Regions from separate parts of the Macaca mulatta genome. Here region 2 is linked to region 1. A link is a contact called in public Hi-C data. All regions are on one chromosome and are shown on one strand. Each heading gives the region's core, a stretch centred on a gene start, on an enhancer-like site or on the middle of the called end of the contact. The rest is flanking DNA. Distances are from core to core; before and after follow the strand shown. Region 1 holds the start of POLN (DNA polymerase nu). Region 2 holds the start of CFAP99 (cilia and flagella associated protein 99).

What was found. Hi-C and Micro-C count contacts between places; a contact is called where the count stands out from the background.
Region 2: a Hi-C map of CD4 T cells shows a contact between it and region 1, with 4 times the contacts expected there. The contact joins the promoter of CFAP99 here to the promoter of POLN in region 1. A contact is called at or near these places in 3 of 14 Hi-C or Micro-C datasets (CD4 T cells, blood and liver).

The regions. Positions count from the first base shown.
Region 1 is chr5:2,369,682-2,374,732 of T2T-MMU8v2.0, forward strand. POLN (DNA polymerase nu) reads right to left here and starts at 3,102. Exons shown (of 26, transcript XM_078002889.1): 1 at 3,032-3,102; 2 at 2,507-2,774.
Region 2 is chr5:2,549,220-2,553,862 of T2T-MMU8v2.0, forward strand. It overlaps CFAP99 (cilia and flagella associated protein 99), which reads left to right and starts at 1,565. Exons shown (of 15, transcript XM_078002973.1): 1 at 1,565-1,704. ZFYVE28 (zinc finger FYVE-type containing 28) reads right to left here and starts at 1,257. Exons shown (of 13, transcript XM_078002908.1): 1 at 753-1,257.

The DNA.
Region 1 (5,051 bases), core at 1,852-4,351:
TAGAAATTTTAGCTTCTAAATTTTCTTTGTCCACAGCCTATACAAAGAAAAGCAATCACATTTCAAACTGTATGCCTAAATTTGAAATCATCTTAAGATTATTTTCACTTTCCACTTTAGGTGACCAGATAATAAGCTCAATGAATGAAAACTAATTTAATATTCATATAAACCAAAATTACAGTTTAAAAGGGAAAAATGTGGACTAAATTAAGGATATGAATTACTAAATTTTACTGCTATTACTACCATATATATAGTAATGGCTACCAAAATAGAGATCTTATTATACTTGTTTTACTCAATCAAAATCATTATTAATAGCACACTATTCACTGAATCCAAGTGTATGTTACTAGTTTTTCTTAAGTTAAAATTACCTCAATAGGTCCTAGTCAGCCAGTTGATTTTAGCACTTCTACATAACCATTGGATTTCCTATATTATTCCAGTTTTTTGTCAGCTATAGAAACTAACGTGGTGCTGATATTCAGATTCAGAAATGTTACATTTTTTACTCAAGTATCTAGCAGTTATATTACCCAGAAAGCAAGCTCTCCAAGAGTGCAGACAGACATCTGCAATACATCTATCCATATATTCTCAAAAAGAAATCAGTTTCAGTCTACTGAACCTGGACCTCTGACTTCATTAGCACTATGCTCTGGTTGGAGCAAATGAGGCAGAATACCCAAAATAAAGCAATTAGTTTCTAGCCACATCCTAAAAAGAAAATTTCAGTCCAGTCTGTATCTGCATCACACAAATTTAAAATTCAGAATGCAAATTAAAGCACGTTTGTTTAAAATAAACTAGATAATGTGGTTGAGATAATTACTATTGCTGCCCTCCATTAACGTACGAATCTATTTGTATGAAACACTGACACAGATCACAAACAAACACTGAACAATGAGAAAATAAAATGTAATCTCTTATTAGATGCCCCATTCTAAAGTACTTCAATAGCAATATTATATCCTCTATTCCTAACAATAATTACAATGTGAATCCAATCTCATTTCTTATGCTTACCTTGCTGGTTAGGCTATGAAGAGTCTCCTCTGCCCATTTTATACTTGACTTCATGCTTGAATTACTTGCTTTCAAGTGAATTAATTGATGTTGAGCACAAATGTACGCCAGCTGCAGTCTAGCCATCTCTAGTCGTCTCTCCTCAAGGATTTCTTGATTATCACAAATAGATGGTGTCTGTATATCTAAAAGCTGAAAATTGTCTTCATTTGAACTTTCAACTACTTCATGTATACCCTGAAAGAACTGTTTTTTGGTATACAAAGTTAACGCTGCTGTGCTTTGCTCTTCCTGACTTAGGTATTTTTCCAAGGAAAATTGCGATAAAAATACCAGTGGACTTGTCCCTTGACCTAAATTAGAATGTCTGAAGAACATCATCAATTGTGTAACTTCATCAGTAAGAGCCTGAAGTTCATTACTGATCTTAGTATTCATTGCATTTAGAATTCCTTGACTCTGCTTCAGCTTTTTAGTGGCTGATTCTTCTTTAGCATTTAACCTCAGAGATTTGTGGCTAGTTACTGAAGCCATCAATTGACATTTATTACGCCGCTGAATTTTTAGGTTCTTTAATTTCAGTAGAGTTTGAACCTCATCCTCTAATTTCTCCAGCTCTTTGTCATCCAGTCTAGGTGTCTTCAAATCAGAAGTTTTACACGTTTTAAGAGCTTCATCCAGTGCCGCCCCTTCTAGGATGGGCTTGCCTGATTTCTGAAGAACGCTAAAAGCTTCCAATTCTCTTTCAGACAACACGTTCTGTTCATTCACATTCCCACAAAACCACTTCAGAAACGATTCATCTTCAATGCCCTCAAACAACCAGTCAAAGTCTTCTCCATTAAGATTATCAGCTTTGGGAAAACCAATTTTTTTTAATGTTTCCACAAACTCATTTCCACAACTCATGGTTTAACTACCCCAATTTTGTTGTATCTGATGTGGGTTTACGGTGTTGATTTTTAGAAAATAAATCCAAACAGAAAAAAACTACGTTTTATACCAAGTCCACAGAGAAGGGAAAATCTATTTTTAGAATCTATAATGATTCCTCCTGGGGGGGAAGAAAACAAGTATTAGACCACAAATATGACGACAGTGTTTTTAAAAAGAAGACACAGACAAATATCACATGATATCCGAGAGCAGGATAATTGGCAGGCAGTCGTAGCTGCAATGTTTGATGATGATAAAGAGAAACAATTAGGCTAGTTCTCAGAAAACCCCAAAAGTAACGAAAATTAATTAACAAGAAAGTGGATCTATTTGGATCCACTTTATCGTTTTTTCCAAAGATAAAATGGTTTAAAATGCATTACTCTTTATAGAGCAACGTTTGTTTGTAATTCAAAATAAATGGATCCAAACAAACCCAAGTCACCAGGAGGCTAGGCAGCCTCTCTTCCCTGCCCTCCGTATGTAAGAAAACGCAAATAAGTATGGCACATCTTCTGAAGAATCAACTATTTACCTCAACGACTCGTCGGGCAAGGCTCTACCTCCAGAGTCCACTACCGCGGCGCGGAGAACAGCAGGAGCAGCAGGGAAGCGCGCGGCCACAATTAAGGGCGCTTCGGGCCGGCCTTCAGCCAGCGCTGAGGCAGCCGCGACGCCGGGGCCGCGCGAACCCGAGGCGGCGTCAGGCCCAGGGATCCGCGGCCCCGAGGCTGCGATACACCTGACGCGCCAGCGGCAAAACCTTCCTTCCGAGAGTCACCCAGCTGTGACACCTAAGCACGCTAACAGAACGAACGCAGAAGCCCACCGAATCGCCGTCGACACCGAGCTGCAGACGCGGGGTGACCGGCCCTGCGCAGCCCCCGCCCCAGCTCCTCGTCCCGCCGACCGGGCCGTGATGCCCGGGCAGCTGCCGGAGCACCTGGAAGGAGTCCCCAGAAGCTCAAGAAAAGAAGAGGCAGCGGGGTGCAGTCGGGGATCGCGGCCACTACTCCAGTCCCACACCCCGGCGCCCAGAACCCAGGCCCGCGTCAGTCACCTGAGGAAGCTCCGCTAGCTTCTCACAGGAAACCGCCGCCACCGCCCTCCGTAACCCGCGCGCCTCGCACTGCCTGACGGGAGCGCCGGGACGCGCGCACGCGCAAGGCGGTGGCGTGGTCGCGGGGATGACCGTTTGCGCAGGCGTGGTGTCAAAAGAGGCGGAGTCGGCGAGGCTGGACTATGGGGTGGAGCTGAGCAGGCGGCGCTCCGCCCCCGGCCGCGGCGAGCAACCTGCCTCCTGGGCGGGGCGCAGGCCAGAGAGAGGCAGGGTCTCGGCCGGGCAGGGCGGGGACAGGGCCAGGAAGGGGCGGGGCCTGGGAAGAGGGCGGGGCCTGGGCAAGGATTGGGGTGTAGAGGAGTGCGGTGGGGTATAGTGGGGCGCCCTCTGCGGAGCCGAAGCTGCGGGCCTGCTCTCAACGGAGCCGTCAGTTGTGCTTCAGGCCTGCCCTGCCCCGTACCTCAATCTAAACCCTCTGAAGGCACTTTTGAGGGGTACAAAGAGAAGCACAGGTTGGTGGTTGGGAGACAGGCTGGAGCCCGGCGGTGATAGCGCTGGCCCCCGAGAGAGACGAGTTCCCACATCCACAGCAGCCGGAGCAGTGCCTGGTACATTTTAAGGGTTAGGGATTGTTCGCTTAGAATCTTTTACAATGAACTTTATTTTGCAAAAGCACTTAATTCCCAATCCCTCACCTGACCACTATGTAAAAGCTGACTTCCAGCCGGGCGCGGTGACTCATGCCTGTAATCCCAGCACTTTGGGAGGCCGAGGCGGGTGGTTCATGAGGTCAGGAGTCCGAGACCAGCCTAGCCAAGATGGTGAAACCCCATCTCTACTAGAAAATACAAAAATTAGCCGGGCGCGGTGGTGGGTGCCTGTAATCCCAGCTACTCGGGAGGCTGAGGCAGAAGAATCGCTTGAACCCAGGCAGGCGGAGTCTGCGGTGAGCCGAGATCATACCACTGCACTCTAGCCTGGGCGACAGAGCAAGACTCCGAATCAAAAGAAAAAAAAAAAGCTGACTTCCTCCACAATTCCATTTTCAAAATGTTAGAAATGAACTCACATAAACGGAGTGGCCTGAGTTAAATACAAAGATGTATTTAACTCAGGGAGGATGATACACTATTTCCAAAGAGGATGGCAGTCAGTGAAAGATGACTGAAACGGGACTGCTAAATTTCATGCGAATCTGGCTGATGCCCTACAGCCCAGTGAAACCAGACCTCTCTATTGGACAGAATTCGTTTGCATCTCTATCAAACAAAAATCCTTTGCCACTCCTCAGTCTTCCACAGGTTAGCAGGGGCTTTGGTCATGGGTAAATATAATGGAACTCCCTCCCTTCAGCTTCAAATGACCCTAAAGGTGGCTTGTTAGACAATCTTCTAGTCCAGGGTGACTAGGTAGAAGTCGTTTGGATAGTTTTTCTTAACATTTTCAAGGAGAGAAATAAGAATGTTCTAAGGCAAATATTGTAATCTGATAAGAGTCAAAGATTTTCCTATTCATTCTTCACTTGTTTTACGTTTTTATCCTCCTCTTTTAAAAGTCAATGAGGCCTAAAATGATCTGAAAAACAAACATGACGGGAAAAATTTCAGAGTGGTGCCCAATCTGCAGGCGGGGAAACCAGGGATGCTGGAAAGGGGAGGCCTGGTGGGAGGACCCCTGCAGCCCAGGGTTGGAGGTCCGGGGGTGTGCATCAGGAGACAGAGTTGAGCCAGTTTGGACAGAAGGAAGTGGGAGCTGTGCAGGCAACGCCTTCCAGAAATGTTGCTGATGAGGCAAAGACTGAGTGGGAGGAGCGTGACAGAGAGAAAGAGAGAGATACAGAGAGACACAGAGAGACAGACAGAGAGAGACAGACACAGAGACAAAGACAGAGACAGAGAGACAGAGATACAGAGACAGAGAGAGACAGACACAGAGACAGAGAGACAAAGACAGAGACAGGGACAGAGACAGAGAGACAGAGTCAGAAAGAGAGACACAGAGAGAGACAGACACAGAGACA
Region 2 (4,643 bases), core at 315-2,814, 180 kb after region 1:
CGCCGAGGCACGGAGAGCGCCGCCCGGACCCCGACCCCATGGCGCTAGGAGGGCCGCGGGCGCGGGCTGTGGAGCCGCACCTCCAGCCCCGCCAAGGCTGCTGGCCACCGGCGCGCTCGTCCCAAGGGCCGGGCGGAGGACCTGTCCCGGATTCCAGAGGACGCGGGTGGGGAAGGGACAAGGATGGGGACAAGGGAGGGGACGCCAACTGGGCCGAGGTGTGGGTCAGTCCTGGTTCGGGAAGGGAGGCCGCCATCAGGATCCTCTCTGGACTCGGAAGGACGGGTCTGCCCTGGACCCAGGGATTGGGAAATGTGGCTTCTCTCAGAACCCGGGGAAGTGGGGAGAGGGTCTGTTCTGGAGTGCGGAGGGAGGTCCATTCCCGGCCCAGGACAATGGGGGTGGGGAATGAGGGAGCAGGAGGGGAATGAGGGAGCATCCCTGGTTCAGGGAGGGGAGACGGATAAGTAGTAGGGGGTCTGCTCCAGGCCCGCGGGCTGGGGACCACGAAGTGTAGGAGGGCACCGTCCAGGACCGGGATGAGGAGGGAGAGGGGCCCGTTGTGGCCCTGGAAAAAGGGAGAGGGAAAGTGCTCCCCGGCCCGAGAGGAGGAGCAGGAGGGTCAGTCCTAGACCTGGGCTTAGGAAGCGAGGAGGGACGTTCGGACCCGCCCCAGGGACAGGGCGATGAAGGTCTGTCCAAGTCGCGGAGTGGAGGGAAGTATGTCGGCGGTGGGGGAAGAGGCCGGCCACGGACAGGAAAAGGGGGTCCGTCTCGTAGGGGGGACGGGCGGTCCTGGGGAAGGGAGAGGCCTCGGCGCGGGGGGCATCCGGCCCGAGCGGGGCCGCTCACCTTGGGTTTGTAGAGCCACTTTCGGAACCTGTTCATCATCGCCGCGCCGGCCCTGGCCGGACTCCGGGCGGCCCTCGCCCTCCGCAGCGCTGCGCCCGGGCCCGGCTGCGGCGCGGGGCGGACGCGGAGGCACGGCTGGAGCCCCCGCGCGGTCGCGGGGAAGCTGGCGAGCTGAGCCCGGAGCGCCGAGCGGGCGGCGGGCAGGTGCGCTGGGCAGGCGCGCGGGGCAGGTGCGCGGCCCTGAGGATGCTCTGCAAGCGGCGCGCCGGGCGGACCCTCAGACCCGGGAGCTGGCGCTCTGGCGCTCGGGCGCACGGACAGACGCGGGCACGGGGGCGCGCGGCTCCTCGCTGCTCACTGACACCCCGCACTCCGCTGGTCACGGCCGCCCCGCGCCGCACATGCGCCTATGGCGCCGCGAGCCCCGGGCCCACCACGAGCGGCGGGCGGGGCGGGCGGGACGGGCGGGGCGGAGGCGGCCAATCCCCGCGCGCGGGCGCCGCACCCCGCCGAGGCGCGCTCTCTGCTGGCTGGGAGACTCGCCGCGCCCGGGGATCCAAGAAACTACAAGTCCCGAAGGACATGGCGGGAAGGCGGTGCCCAGGACTTGGCGCCCGGGCCGCGCCGCGGCGCTGTGCATTGTGGGGGTTGTGGTCCACCCGACGTCGCTGGAGCGTGCAGCCGGTTGCCAGGCGACGACGCCAAACAGCCGCCGCGTCCTGCCTACCAGGAGCTGACGGACCGCGACTGCCAACCCCTTCGCCCCACCTGGTCGAGGAAACTGCTGCGGCGGCAGGTGGCGGCGGCAGGTGGCGACAGCAGGAGGGCTCGGCTGCCCGGAGGGCCCGCCAGGTACTGGGGCGGGACAGGTGCGGGGCTACGCGCCGCCGACTTTCATGACCGGCCGGCCGGTCCCTCTCACTCGCTGCTCATCTTGCTTCTCCCAAACACCTTTTCCGTCTTCTTCCCAGCTCCTCGATGAAAGTGAACGGTGCCTCTTTTTTTTCTTTCTTTTTTTTTTTTTTTAAATCACCACTACCAGCGGTGCGTTCTAAAAAGATACTCTCCCGCCCTCGCTATTCCCCCCAATGGTGCCCTAATTTGTACCTTAAAACGCTCACCTCAGACTACCTGCTGTGTGTCAAGCAGAGAGCTAAAAACCCACACGTGGCCTCACTTAAACTTCCCATTGACGGCCGGAGAAGCAGGCACAACGAGGCCGGCGTGCCCTGGCTGTGGGGGTTGCATCCAGATCACGGCGGGTCTGGGTCGGCCTGACCCCACAGCGCTGCACTTTTCCCTGCCGCACCAGCACCACGTTTCTGGCTTGTGGTGAAACGTGCAGATGTGAGACACAGGAGATGGAAATCATGCCCTGCTCGGTTCAGAATTTAGAAGTATGACCTGTTCCTGGTTGTCCTTACTAGCCAGGGCCAGGTACTCAGAAAGGTCCGTGGACTCCATGACCACTTTATTCCATCATACTCATTGTGAGCCTAGGTGCGCTGGCATCTGAGATTTCTCTTAGTTGGGGGTGGGGTCCATGTTCATTTTTGAGTAACTAATTGACTTTCCCTAACCTCCTCTTCCTACCACAGTCGACCCTCTGAAGGGTAAAACCCTTCTGGAGTTGTCCCTTATCTCCAATTCCTTCCCACCTGTTCTTTCTGGAACCTACTCCAGTCAGATTTTCACCTAACCACTCCTCTGAAGCTCTTTATCAAAGTCATCCTTGACCTTGATGTTGCAAAATCCGATGATCAGGGGTCAGCGCTCATCTCTTCCTTGAACTGTCACCACCAGGTGACCCAGCCGACTGTGCCTTCTCCATAACACACCATCCTGGCTTGGCTGGAACAGATCACTCTGTCCACTTTTCCTCCTTGCTCCTGGCCACACCTGCTTGATCTCCTTGGCTGGTTGCCTACCTTGCTCACCGACCTCTCAACACTGGAGACCCTGGACTCAGTCCTTGGAAGCTACTCTATCCACTTCCTCCCTGGGGATTTCCTGCAGTCAGGTGGTTTTATAAACAACGATTTTCTCCCAAACTTCTCAAAACCTGCATCTCTAGCCTCAACCCTGAAACTCCTGTTTACCTGTTCTTCACCATTTGGACGCCTAACAGATCCTCTTCAATTTAATGTGTCCCAAACTGCACTCTCAATCTTCCCCCATAAAACCTGCTGCTCCCAAAGCCATAATTTCTTCAGCACAGGATCTTGGGGTAGACACTTGATGGGCTTGTCCACTGAGTGAATGGCTATTCTCTTTGGGTCTATCCTTGGCCAACTCCAGGTCCTGGAGCAGTTTTATCTGCTCAGAGCTTCCCTTCCTTTGTTTTATAGTTTGAAATTGTGCATGGGATGAAGGCTGAACTTGGGGAATTGGGGTATCAGTTAGGTTTAGCTGCATGTATTGAAAAATCCCAACATCATAGTGGCCTCAACAAGAATATTACTCATACTTTTATAAAAGAGGTTGCCGGGCACGGTGGCTCACGCCTGTAATCCCAGCACTTTGGGAGGCCGAGGCGGGCAGATCACGAGGTCGGGAGATCGAGACCATCCTGGCTAACACAGTGAAACCCCGTCTCTACTAAATATACAAAAATTAGCCGAGCATGGTGGCGGGCACCTGTAGTCCCAGCTACACGGGAGGCTGAGGCAGGAGAATGGCGTGAACCCGGGAGGCGGAGCTTGCAGTGAGTGGAGATCGCGCCACTGCACTCCAGCCTGGGCGACAGAGCGAGACTCCATCTCAAAAAAAAAAAAAAAAAAAGAGGTCATGGAGAGGCAATCATGGTTGGTATGGCAGCCCCAAAGTCCTCAAGGATCAACTTTTCTTTTTTTTTTTTTTTTTTTTTTTTTTGAGACGGAGTCTCGCTCTGTCGCCCAGGCTGGAGTGCAGTGGCCGGATCTCAGCTCACTGCAAGCTCCGCCTCCCGGGTTCACGCCATTCTCCTGCCTCAGCCTCCCGAGTAGCTGGGACTACAGGCGCCCACCACCTCGCCCGGCTAGTTTTTTGTATTTTTTTAGTAGAGACGGGGTTTCACCGTGTTAGCCAGGATGGTCTCGATCTCCCGACCTCGTGATCCGCCCGTCTCGGCCTCCCAAAGTGCTGGGATTACAGGCTTGAGCCACCGCGCCCGGCCAAGGATCAACTTTTCTAGCTGCCATTCACATTTCTTCATGATCCAGGATGGCTGCCCACATTCCTGCCATCACCTCCTCAGCCCAGGTACCAGCTGCAAAAGAGAAGATGGATATGCCCCTCTCGTTCAGGGAGACTTTCCAGAAGTCTCACACCTTTCCACTTCTTGAAGGTGATGGGAGAACGTAGCCACAAGACCATGCCCCAGCTACCAGGGAGGCTAGGAAATGCCATCTTTCAGTTGGGCAGCAGTAGACCCAGCTAAAAGTCAGAGTTTTCTTATTTGGGAGGAAAGGGGGAGTGGAGATTGAAAAGCAACTAGCAAAACCTGCCACGTGGGATTGTGCTTTAAGCAGAAGCCATGGGGGCTGACTTGGCAGCAACCCTTAGGAGACTGGCTTCAATCAGGAGAAAAGATTATATTTTAATTAACATACATTTGAGATCTTAGGTAAATGAGTTATCTCCTAGTGGTTGAGAGTGTCGAGCTGTTTTGTGTCTGATGGAATTTAAACCTCCTCATATAATCTCATTTGTGTCTATAAAATATTTCCTAAGAAGGCCGGGCGCGGTGGCTCAAGCCTGTAATCCCAGCACTTTGGGAGGCCGAGATGGGCGGATCACGAGGTCAGGAGATC